Linked DNA regions of Sus scrofa: regions 1 and 3 are each linked to region 2. The links are chromatin contacts, called in public HiChIP or PLAC-seq maps. All regions are on one chromosome and are shown on one strand. The core of a region is the stretch at or near the end of the contact, and the rest is flanking DNA. Distances in the headings are between cores, read along the strand shown. Region 1 holds the start of ARV1 (ARV1 homolog, fatty acid homeostasis modulator). Region 2 holds the start of TSNAX (translin associated factor X). Region 3 holds the start of FAM89A (protein FAM89A).

Region 1 (4,037 bases), core at 418-2,917, 350 kb before region 2:
TGTTCAGAGTCACAGAAAGTGACAGAGAGAAAAGCCCTTCTCTACCCACTATGCAACACTGGCCACGTCATTTATGCTGCTACTAGCCACCGCCTACTACAAAATACAGAAGTCACATAGCCCTCCATGAGCAAGACTTCCTCAAGGAAGTCAGATTGTGCTAAAAGGAAATCAGAGTGTGCTAATCTTGCCATCTCATCTCAACCAAAAAATACTTATTGTCCTTCCAGGTACACAATGCTAGACTGCTGAGAGGCCATAAAAGCAACCAGCCAGCTCCTTAAGAAGACCCAGACGTTTCAAAAGCAGGCCTTAAGGGAACTCGCGGAGGGCAGGAAGAAAGGGAAAGGGGAGGGAATTAAAGGGTTAAAAAGAACTACGGAACTCATAAACAAAAAAAGTACCTTGCCCCTGAGGAATCTGCCATGAGTTATTAAATTGAGGCCAAAAGCGCCCAATCTTAATGAATGAGCTGGCCCAGTTCCAATACACACACAGCTCTGATACACATGGGCAGGGTGCCCCAGGGCACTTTTTACGCCCTGGGAAACACCTGACAGATCACAGGTCAATCTTAAACAACTAGAAGCAAGATGTCAATGAGCAGATCCAATGGGCTTGCTCTTTTGCTCCCTTCTTTTTCCAGGTATCAAATTTTTAGACTCTGTGTTTAACACAAGACGTCAACCGGGAGGGGCGGATATCTCGTTTCCAGGCCTAAGATGGGCCAGGCATCACGGCTCTGGACGCGGGTCCGGTCCTCCTGGTCTGTCGGTACTTCCCTAGGCTCCCACAGCCCCCGTGGGGGCCGGGGGCTGCCCTGGAACACCTGCCATCTCCTCCTCCACCCTTTCAACAGTTATGAGGACTGCGGAGAGGCCGCCCTGGCCTCGGGAGCATGCTGTCAGCTCTTTCACTATTCACCGCCCTTCCCAAGGCTGCCTCGGCAGAGGGGCGCACAGCGGCGTGGGTGTGAGCGGTGGGAAGCGGCCCCGGCGTGACACCTCGCGGAGCCGTCTCCCGCGGGGGCACACGCCGCGGCTGGCGGCAGCGAGACCTGGGCGGCCAGCAACATCGGCCCCGGGGCCCGCAGCCCCCAAGGCCCCGCCACCCGGCGCTCCGCTGCGACCCGGACGCCCGCCCGCCGCCGCCGCCCACTCACCGCCGCACTCGGCCGAGTACTGGTCCCCCCAGTCCCCGGACTGCGGGCTGCAGCCGCCGCCCGCCGGGGCCTCCTGCTGCTGCCGGTGCTGCAGCTCCTGCTTGAGCAGGGACAGCGGCGAGTAGTGCTCGGTGGCCAGGGCGCCCGGCCGCGGCCCAGCGGACAGTACCCCCAGCAGCAGCAGCACCGGGACGCGCCGGGCGGCGCCCGCGGCGGCCACAGCGCCGCCCCAGCAGCCGCAGCAGCCGCAGCCGGCAGGTGCCATCTTCCCTCAGGGCGCATGTGCGGCGTCCCTCGCCGCGCGCTGCGGCCTCCCAGCCCTTACCCGAGGCGGGCAGGTGGGCCTTGGCAGGGGGGCTGAAGAAAGAGAGTGGCGGTGCCTGCTGGGAGTTGTAGTCCCATATAGGCCAGTCTGGGTCCCCCTGTCTGGGGCCGGGACTGCGAATCCCATCAAGCACTGCGCGCGCAAGGCTTCCGGTCTGGCGTCTGACGTCTGCCCCGCCACTGAATCGGAAGTTCTGGGCTGCAGTTGCGTGGAAATGGGCACTGGTGGGCGGAGTGGGCTTCGGCCAGGCAAGGGGAACGCAGAAGGGGTGACAGCGGGAAAGGGGAAGGCGGATGGGGTGGCAGTGACTCCTACTGCTGCCTCAGCCTCCTGCCAGTACAGGTGTATCGAATGCAACCAGGAGGCCAAGGAGTTGTACCGAGACTATAACCACGGCGTGCTGAAGATAACCATCTGTGTGAGTTGTCAGCTGTGGGGTTCCTTGGGGAAAAAATGGCGCAGTGAGATTTGGGGAGCGTGAGCGACCATGGAATCTGTATCAGCTGTTCAGGGTGATAAAATGTAAAAAATCAACAGTTTCAGGGTCTTCTAATACAGACTAAATTTTGACGCTCGACCTTCCCCGTCGAATGTTTGCCTGAATACCTAGAGTAGTAGAGAAGTCACACCCCACAGTGCTTTTCTCAGATCCGTCACGTTTGCTGACGGATCCTCGGACCTGATGGATGCAGGCGCTGTGCCGAGAAATTTAAAGGTCAGATTAGGTTGACGGTAAAGCTATTTCATTCTTAGTTGTTTTCCCTCTGATAGACAGATGTTGCCATCTTTGCGCTTCATAACCTATGGCGAATTCTCTAGATATTTTTTCAGGTTTCATCCATTGTGGTTATGGAATGGACAGCATTGTGTATAAAGCACTGTGCTAGACGTTGGTGATACAAAAACCAAAAATGAGGAAGTAAAAGTTCTGCTTTCAAAGTGTTCATAGTCTCTTTATAGGGAATGGTCCTTTGTTTTAAAAGTCATAAAATTGGGAGTTCCCGTCGTAGCTCAGCGGTTAACGAACCCGACAAGCACATATAAGAACACGGGTTCGATCCCTGGCCTCACTCAGTGGGTTAAGGATCCGGCGTCGACATGAGCTATGAGCTGTGGTGTAGTTCGCAGACCTGGCTGGGATCCTGCCTTGCTGTGCCTCTGGCGTAAGCCGTCGGCTACAGCTCCGATTGGACCCCTAGCTTGGGAACCTCCATATGCCCTGGATGCTGCCCTAAAAAGACAAAAAGACCAAAAAAAAAAAAAAAAAAAAGGTCATAAAATTGGAAGTTCTTTGGGGGCCATTAGCAAAGAGTCTGTCACATTATGGGTAGTCACTATGTTTTTCTCCCATTTCCGATCCCATTTCTATTAATCTTCATTCCAAAAACACAGCACATAGTAATTTACCAGGGAGCAGACAGTATGAATATGTACCAGTTTCTGACTGTCAGACATGGTAATCACTCTGGTGCATGCGATCCCAATTTCCTGTTCTTTTTCCACTCACTTGGCAAAATTTTGACCCTGGTTAAATGCAGCATATTGCCTACTCTGTCCCTACCTACCCTTGCATCTGGCATTATAGGGGAGACCTGAAATTCATGATCACTAACCTCATTTTCTCTTCTGAATCTACTTGGGACAGACTTTCTCCCACCCTCCCATCCTACTTACCCTTGTCCTCCACTGTGTCACTAGAAACTGTTCTCGTTAAGATCACCACTGACTTCCTCTTTTCTAGTCCATTCTCAGTTAATTAGCAGCTTTTGACCTTATTGCTGCCTCCTCCTGGAAATGCTGTGTTTACTTGCCAGGGGACCATATGTTCTTCTAGATTTCTTGCTTCACTGGCTATTTCCTTTCAACCTCCTTTCTGGTTCTGCTTCACCTCTCACTAACTCTAAACCATGGAATATGCTGAGGCTTGGTTCTTCCACCTATTTCTGTCTACACACTCTTCTTTGAAGACCTCATTCTGGCTCATGGCTTTAAATAGCATCTAAATGTAGAAAATCCCCAAATTTATACCTTCAGCCTGAATCCCTTCCTTGACCGCCTGAACCCATTACTTGACCACCTGAACCCATCCCTTGACCTCCTGACTCAAACATCCAACTACCTACCTGACTTCTCCACTTGGACTTCAGTAATCACCTCAACCTTTCAAGGAGTTAATGGCAGCTCTATCATTTTATTTCCTAAGACCAAAAAACCTTGTAGTCATCCTTGATTCCTCTTCTCTCACATTCCTTATTCAATTGCTCAGCAAATCCTGTTAGCTCTATCTTCAGATTATGTTCAGAATCCTCTACTTCTCACCCTGTCCCATTGTAGCACATTTACCATAGCATGTTTATTTGTCTTCCCCTTCTAAACTGTAAGGTCCTTGAGGATAGAGCTTATGTCTTAAACCAAGTGGCCAGCACCTCACAAGTGCCTGGTCCTTAGAAAGGGCTGAGTAAAGAGAGCTGTTGGTCTGAGTGTAATCACCACTGCAAACGCACTCTTCAGGCAGGTGATTGCAGAAGGAATAACTGCACTACCCTGTCT
Region 2 (3,683 bases), core at 9-2,508:
CCCTAAATTAAGGAGGAAAGACTGTATGTACAACACAGGACATTACGGGGGTTATTTGGGGAAAATGTAGTAAAAAAGTACTTGTGGTTTCCCTGCAAGCCCTGGGCCACACAACTAGTCAAGCCTCAGCCTGAGATTTTATCTAAAGAATGCTGGATTGCCACTCATTTGCCCATCTGGAAGATGGGAACGTCTGTTCACCGACAGTTAACGAGGCTTACAAGGGTGCTGTGCTAAGAACCTGTTGCGGTGGGCTGGACACAAAGTCTATAAAGACAGGGCAGTACCTGCCTACAATGAAATGCTCACAAGTTAGTGGAGCACACCTGCTATTATCATCACTGACCTCTCTCTTTTTGGAGAGCGATGGTGAGAGAAGGGTATCAAAATTTATATTTAGCGGAGTCTTCTGCGCCTCAATGGTAACTTATTTACTGGTCAAAGATCTTCCTAGGTGGGTCCTGCTTTCTCTCTTTTACAGATGAAACTAAGCTAGGGATGAAGTGCTTCCCCGAGGTCACACAACCACTCAGTGGCGGAGACCACCGTGAACGCGAGCTGTCTGGCTCCACGGTTCCCATAGAGGAGAAAGGCGGGAGGAGGCAGGAGGACGACGAGAATGGGAGAATGGGAGAGGGGCGAGGGGAGGAGTACACAGGGGCCCGTTTCCCTTCGTTAGAGAAAATGCCAGCAACGCCATCCACTTGTTGATTTGCACATTTCCATCACTTTAGCTGCCGGCGTCACTGCTAGGAATGGAAAACTGAAAGACTCCCCAACTCTTTAAGGTTTGGTTTGCTTCCCGAGAGGACATAGCCACAGGTGATGCGAATTGATGCCTTCTCTGTTCCCGGCGCCAGCCAGGCCGTCTGCGGCAACGAACTACAACCCCACCATGCACCGCGCGGTTCCGAGGGCCACGCCAAGGGAACAAGAGGGTGACCCAAAGGTGCCTTGAGGGGAAAAAAAAAAAAAAAATCACCTACATTTTCCTGGCTTTCCCACCTTCACGTTGACCTCACTCCCAGCACGGTCCGCCATATTTTTAAGTGAGCAGCTCATACAGAGAAGTGTGCCGAGTCTCTTCTGTCTTCAGGCATGACAGAGGGCAGGCTCGATGCCTGCGCGCGGGTGCGAGGTCCCCAGGCCAGGCGCGGGGCGGAGTCAGCAGCGGCTGGGCGGGGACGCAGACCGGAAATATGCGAGGGCAAGGGAGAAGCTTGAGTGGCTGCGGGCGCGCGCTTCCGGCCGGGGCGTCGACGTTGGCCGGCTGCGCAGGGCGCCGCTGCGGGCTCTTCGGCCACCACTTTACGCGTTCCGCTCGCCTCCAGGTTGCCAGTCTCGTCTCTTCTCGCCGTAGGCCGTGACGACATGAGCGGCAAAGAAGGTGGCGTCCTCGACAATTTGGGGCGTTATTTCTGTGTTTAGTCCAGGCTTCTGGTCACATTTCCCACTTCTCACCCTTGCGGGATGCCCTCTCACCCTGAAGGCTCGGGGCGGGGGTGCTGCCCTAGTGATTTTTGCGGCCACAGTGGCCTGTTTATGCCTCGTGTTTTCTTAAATTCTCGAGCCGTTTTTCATCTTAGTTCGATAGTTGCTCTGTAAGGAAGCCGTTAGTGGAGGCCCGGATGGTGAGCCTAAGGTTTGGGAGGACAAGGCAGGGTCCTTCTGCTGAGAAAGCCTCTCTGTGGATACCGGTTGTAGAGAAAGGAACGCGTTTGCCCGCTGTAAATTTTTGTCAGCTCTTGGTAATGGAAGAGCCCCGTCCAACCTTTTTTTCCTTCTCTATGTAAGGTTCAGGAGGGTTCAGGAAAAGGAAGCATGACAATTTCCCACATAACCAAAGAAGAGAAGGGAAGGATCTTAATTCATCTTCACCTGTGATGTTGGCCTTCAAATGTAAGTTCTCTGTCATGCAAGCTGGCGAAGGGAAGAGAACTAAAGAGCTTGTCACGAGGGTTACTTAGCCATGTCCTACACGTGAAAACAGCCGCCAGGAATTTTCCTGGAGGTGTTGGCGATGGTGCTAGGTCTGCCATGAAAGTTGAGATTACAAAAGTGTTGACTTTTTTTTTCCGCATTGCAGTTTCACAAGTAAACATTAGTTTACTAACATCAGACGTGCTACATAACGAAAAATTACTGAGTGATATGTAAATATATGTGTCAAGGGTGTGTGTATACATATATCTATTATGTATATATTTATGTTGGGTGTGTGTATATGTACCAACTGTATATGTGTATATCAGCGATGTGTGCATATACATCAGCTGTATGTGTACATATATTTAATTAATTTTAACGTGTTGGTTTTGTTTCCTTAGCTAGACTTTTGAAGACAGGGACTGGTTTTTTTTTTTGTTTTTTTGGTTTTTTTTGTCTTTTTGCCTTTTCTGGGGCCGCTCCCATGGCACATGGAGGTTCCCAGGCTAGGGGTCTAATCAGAGCTGTAGCTGCCGGCCTCCGCCACAGCCACAGCCACAGCAACGCGGGATCCAAGCCGCGTCTGCAACCTACATCACAGCTCACGGCAACGTCGGATCGTTAACCCCCTGAGCAAGGCCAGGGATCGAATCCGTAGCCTCATGTTTCCTAGTCGGATTCGTTAACCATTGAGCCACGACAGGAACTCCCAGGGACTGTATTTTATCTTTTCACAGAGTATGAATGCATTTCTATTAGTAAATCAAACGTGTATGTATTCACAGTTGCCCTTGTCTCAGCATGTTAACTTGGTCAAGTTGTTACTCATTTCAAAGAGAAACATAAAACAAAGTCCTCCCTCCTCTCTTCTGTCCAGCATCCTATCCTTATAGTTTTTGTGGTTTTGGAATCCATGAGGGGCTTAGTTAGCTGTTGGTTCTGACTTGCAGTCATGTGCAGGCTATGCTTGGGCTGGAGGATCCACAGCTATTGACAAATTAGGCTTTCTGCCAAGAACCAGCTCCAGGTTCCTCTACATGGACCCTCGGTAGAACTGCTTGAATGTCCTCAAGCGTGGCATCTGGCTTCCCCTAGACTGAGAGATGGGAGGAGATCACCCTTCTCTTATGTCCTAATCTAGGACATCATACTTTCTCACTTTTGCTACATTCTATTTGTTAGAAATGAGCAGTTTAAAAACTCCGCCTCATATTTAAGTGGAAGGGAATTAGCTTCCATTTTTTGGAGGGAGGTATCTCATGATTTGTGGACATAAATTTCTTTTTTTTTTCCTTTTCTTTTTTTATGCTTTTTAGGGCTGCATGTGCAGCATATGGAAGTTCCCGTGCTAGGAGTCAAATCGGAGCTATAGCTGCTGGTCTGCACCACAGCAACGCCAGATTCGAGCCGCATCTGCCACCTACTCTGCACCTCACGGCAACATCTGATCCTTAACCCACTGAGTAAGGCCAGGGATTGAACTTGTATGCTCATGGATAGCATTGGGTTTGTTTCCACTGAGCCACAATGGGAACTACAATTTGTGGATATGTTTTAAAACCACCACAGCACCTAGTGATCTTCAGGGATGTGAGACAACTAGTTATAATTGAGTAGAGAGCATACTGATAGTGTTATATACTCCGTGGAAACACTATATTGGGTCAAGTATTCACCGTTATACTCTCACACATTCTACATGGAGCTGCTTGTTTCTACACATATTTTGCTGTTTTATGTTTCTACTTGTCTAGTGC
Region 3 (3,739 bases), core at 977-3,476, 310 kb before region 2:
ACTCCTGAACACCCAGTTCTGATCTTACAAGGCCCCTCAGTAGGAGCCTGAGTTTGAGGGGGCCACTCTGACCCCATTGCCCCAGGTTAGTAAATCTCAAAAAGCCAAAAGACCAGAGGACTTCTAGGACCTCATGACATTTCTTAAAAGGGGTTTGTCAAGGCCTGTAGCCATATTTTGTTTTTATCTCAGCTAAGTATCAGGCAGACCCAAGACTGCTGTTTATTTTCCTTGTGCTTCAAGTACAGAGGGAGCTCTGGTCCAAGGCGTAATGACAAGGCCGTGGCTATGCTTCAGTTGTACCAGGAGGGACCTGGAAAAATACTTGCGGGAAGGGCACGTTTACTCCCAAGCTACCACTTAGTAATATGCAAGACTCCAAAGCATGTTTATAAAGCAGAGAGAGCTTCACAACAGGAGTGGCCCTGAGGTTTTCCTGTTTCTGTTCCAGTCTGTAACTTACCTCAAGATGAATCTTCCTATTTCACCCCTGTATTTTTGCTGCACCTAAGATGTGTAAACACACTTGGGTGTAGATTTACCTAATTAAAATGCACCTCACCAGCTGTGCAATGACAGTGTCAATTAATGTTTATTAATAAATCAAAACGGTTGGCTTGGAATTTAAGTCATTCTATAAGAAGCTTAGACAATCTTTTCCTCAAGAAATGGAAATCACTACAGAGTGGGGAGATAACTGCTGATTAATTAAAAAAATGTTAAGACTGTTTTCCCGGATTTAATGAAGTCTAAGTTTTCAGAATAGCTACACTCCTGAAGAAATGCATAAACTGAATTTTTCTAAACCATATCTTAATGTGTTAGATGCATATTTAAAGGATTCCTATAAGAATTTCTTTAGCAAATGTATTTTTGGGGGGAAAGGAGCTTTCATATATTAGGTTTCCTTAATAAAGTATTTACCTGTGCCAGAAGAGAAGCACCTGCACAAGGTAAAAGAATGGGCAGATTCTAAAAAGACAGAGAAGGTGGCCCCACAGAGTTAGAAGGAGGAAGTTTTTCTGTTCTCTTCTGGGTGGGCCTAAGCCTGAAGAAAGATTCCGTGCTACCCACATCTCTGCCCTTGCCCTGCTTTTTGGCGTCACCCTCACTACAATGTCCCGGTCCTCAGACACCTAACATACTCCCCAAGGACTGGGAAAAACCAAGCCCCATTGTTTGGGGCCCAGACACAACCTGAAGAATCCTCACGGGTTTCACCCAGACGCGGTGGGCCCCACCTCCCCATCCTTCTCGAGGCGGCTTGGGGAATCCGAGTACCGCGCGGAGAGGGGTGAGGCAGAGCGTTCGCTTTCCCCACCATCTGCGGGCCGGAGCCAGCCCGCAGTAATCCGATTCTGCAAGCGCCGCCTTGGGCGCGGGGGAGGGGGGCGAGGGCTGTTCCAATCCGCTGTCTACACTCGGACGGACAAAAAGCTGTCCTCTTCAGGGCAGGAAAATACGATTGCACACAGCTCTTACGCCCCTCGGGCGCAGTTAAGTCCTCTTTCAGACCAGGGACATCTGCTGCACTCTGGGGAGGGTGACGAGCCGACCCCGGCCCGAGGCCAAGCGCAAGCCCCACGCCGCACCTCCCGACGCTCGGGTCTCTGAGCGGCTGGAGTCGTACTAGGGGGTCAAGTCTCTGAAAGGCTGCCTTTCGAGAGGACGACCCTCTCGGGGCGAGGGTCCAGTCGTGGCCACAGAGGGAAAGCAAAAGGGGTTAGCTGAAAGACAGTCCCTCTTTCGGCGCTAACGCCTGGGGCAAAGGAGCCTGAGACTGGCTGTGGCGCGGGCACTTCCGGCTAACTTTCCCAGTTCGGCGAGTCCGGACGGGAAGGACCCCCGCTCAGCCCGCGGACCCCCGCTTACCATCTCTTTACGCAGCAGGGCCAGCGCGGCGTCCAGGTTGGGGGGCTTGGCGGGCAGCACCGTTGCCCGCGCCCCACCGCCGCCAGCTCCACTTCGGCTCAGCTCGTCCTGGATCCGAGACTTCTGCGCGTAGAGCCGCTCCAGGTGCCGCCAGCCCCCCGACGCACCGCCCCCCGACGCCGAGTGTAGCAGCCCGCTGAGGCTCTTGGGCAGCGGGGGCAGCCCGTCCACCCGCAGTCCGCGCACGGAGCTGGCCGCCCCGGCCCCGCTCATCCCGCCCAGCCAGACCACGCGCCCGCCAGCCGCAACCGCCGCCACGCCGCCGCCGCCACCCGGGGGCCAGGCTCCTCGGCCCGCCCCGTTCCCGGCGGCGCCCCGCCCACTTCCCTGCCCCGCCTCTTCTCCCTGCCCCCTCCGCGGCCCACGCCCCTCCCTGCTTCCCCGCCCTGCGCCCTCGACCCCAGTGCGCCCCACCGCCCCGGCTCTTCTTCGGCCCCGCCCACTCTCTTCCTCACCACCCTCAGCGCGTCTGCGCCCTACCCAGCAGCCCAGTTCACCACCGACCCCTCCTCATTAGCCTCCGGTCCCCACCAGCCCCGGACCAGCCCCCACTCGGCGCCCACCTCGGCTTCCTGGCTACTTCCAACCCCGCCTCCTCGTCCCGCCCCGCCCCACCATGCGCCTATCCCCGCGCTGAGGCTCACTTTTTAGCCAGTCCTGATTCTCCCTCCCCACCTGCCCGCGCTGCTCTGGGGATCGAGGCCACCCACGCTACCCCTTTCCCGGCAAAGTGGGCTCCGAGACCAGTCCCCGGAGCTGCTCGTAATTACTGATGGGGGAGGTCATCTCAGATGCGACCGGACGGGGCCAGCTTGGTGTGGGGAGTCAGGGTACGGAGCCTACCCCTCCAGGAGGCCAGGATATCAGGAGAGAAGTTTTGGTAGTGCTAGTGATCCCGCCCGCGGTCACCGTCCCCAGAGGCAGGATCTAACACACCAGGTACAGGCTGACCAAGGGGGAGAAGGCCAGGTTCTGGCCACAGGACCCCCGCCTGTCCCCGATGGCAGAATCTGGACCGCTTCTAGTTAAGTCTAACTTTCCACAGGGACAACTGGGGCCCAAGCCCCGGCGAGTCACTCTTTCACTGCAGGGCGCGCTGGCCTTCTCAGTAAAGGCAGTCAGTGTCCAGCCATACCGACAGCAGCCAAGAAGAGCATGGGGTATACTTTGGGAACTTCAAAATTCGAACAAAGATGGCTTTCAGCTTGGCTGTGGAAAGAGCAATTCTAAATGAATGGAAGTGTTAGGAGAGTGGAGAAAAGGATTAAATCTCAGAAACTATCCATCAACTCCGAGGCAAAAGTGAATACTCAGGACACCTCAGAGAGGCAGAAAGAAAAGAGAGAGAAGCAGGCTCTACCTTTTGGAGAAAGAATAAGAACGACAGAGGTTATACCCAGATTAGTGACAGAAAAGGCAACAAAGAATTGATTTGCAGAGACAGCCCCACTGCAGATTAAAAACGAATGCAGTATATAGAGACTGGATAACTTTAATGCCTGCTGATTCTCGCCTTTAATTATCAAAGGGGCTTAATGGGTCTAAATACCTTCCATGGGATCATAATTATACAGTGTTCTGAGCACTTCAGACACTTAAGATAAAAGAATCTTTGCACTTTGGGGTTTCCCCTTTCATCTAGCACCAGAGAGGGGCCTTTCCAAAATCATTTGGCAGATGTTCCCATTGGACCTTTGCAACCAGATGAGACCCGCATGGAGAAGCCCCAGCACCAGTGGTGTGATTTTGAGGGTATCAGGAAGGATTCCCACCCAACTCAGTGCCCAGAATTTTCCACTTCGTCACT

Evidence for each region. HiChIP or PLAC-seq counts read pairs in DNA pulled down with a chosen protein or histone mark.
Region 1: a contact with region 2 is called in an H3K27ac HiChIP or PLAC-seq map of alveolar macrophages. The contact joins the promoter of ARV1 here to the promoter of TSNAX in region 2. A contact is called at or near these places in 1 of 5 promoter capture datasets (liver), 2 of 47 Hi-C or Micro-C datasets (heart right ventricle and liver) and 1 of 2 datasets of contacts at active chromatin or transcription factors (alveolar macrophages).
Region 3: a contact with region 2 is called in an H3K27ac HiChIP or PLAC-seq map of alveolar macrophages. The contact joins the promoter of FAM89A here to the promoter of TSNAX in region 2. A contact is called at or near these places in 2 of 5 promoter capture datasets (fetal liver and liver) and 1 of 2 datasets of contacts at active chromatin or transcription factors (alveolar macrophages).

The regions. Positions count from the first base shown.
Region 1 is chr14:59,406,623-59,410,659 of Sscrofa11.1, reverse strand. ARV1 (ARV1 homolog, fatty acid homeostasis modulator) reads left to right here and starts at 1,667. Exons shown (of 6, transcript NM_001243293.1): 1 at 1,667-1,905. The coding sequence starts at 1,702. It overlaps TTC13 (tetratricopeptide repeat protein 13), which reads right to left and starts at 1,532. Exons shown (of 21, transcript XM_001926644.5): 1 at 1,163-1,532. The coding sequence starts at 1,427.
Region 2 is chr14:59,055,875-59,059,557 of Sscrofa11.1, reverse strand. It overlaps TSNAX (translin associated factor X), which reads left to right and starts at 1,258. Exons shown (of 6, transcript NM_001243607.2): 1 at 1,258-1,387; 2 at 1,795-1,899. The coding sequence starts at 1,372.
Region 3 is chr14:59,366,232-59,369,970 of Sscrofa11.1, reverse strand. FAM89A (protein FAM89A) reads right to left here and starts at 2,226. Exons shown (of 2, transcript XM_001924531.4): 1 at 1,873-2,226. The coding sequence starts at 2,145.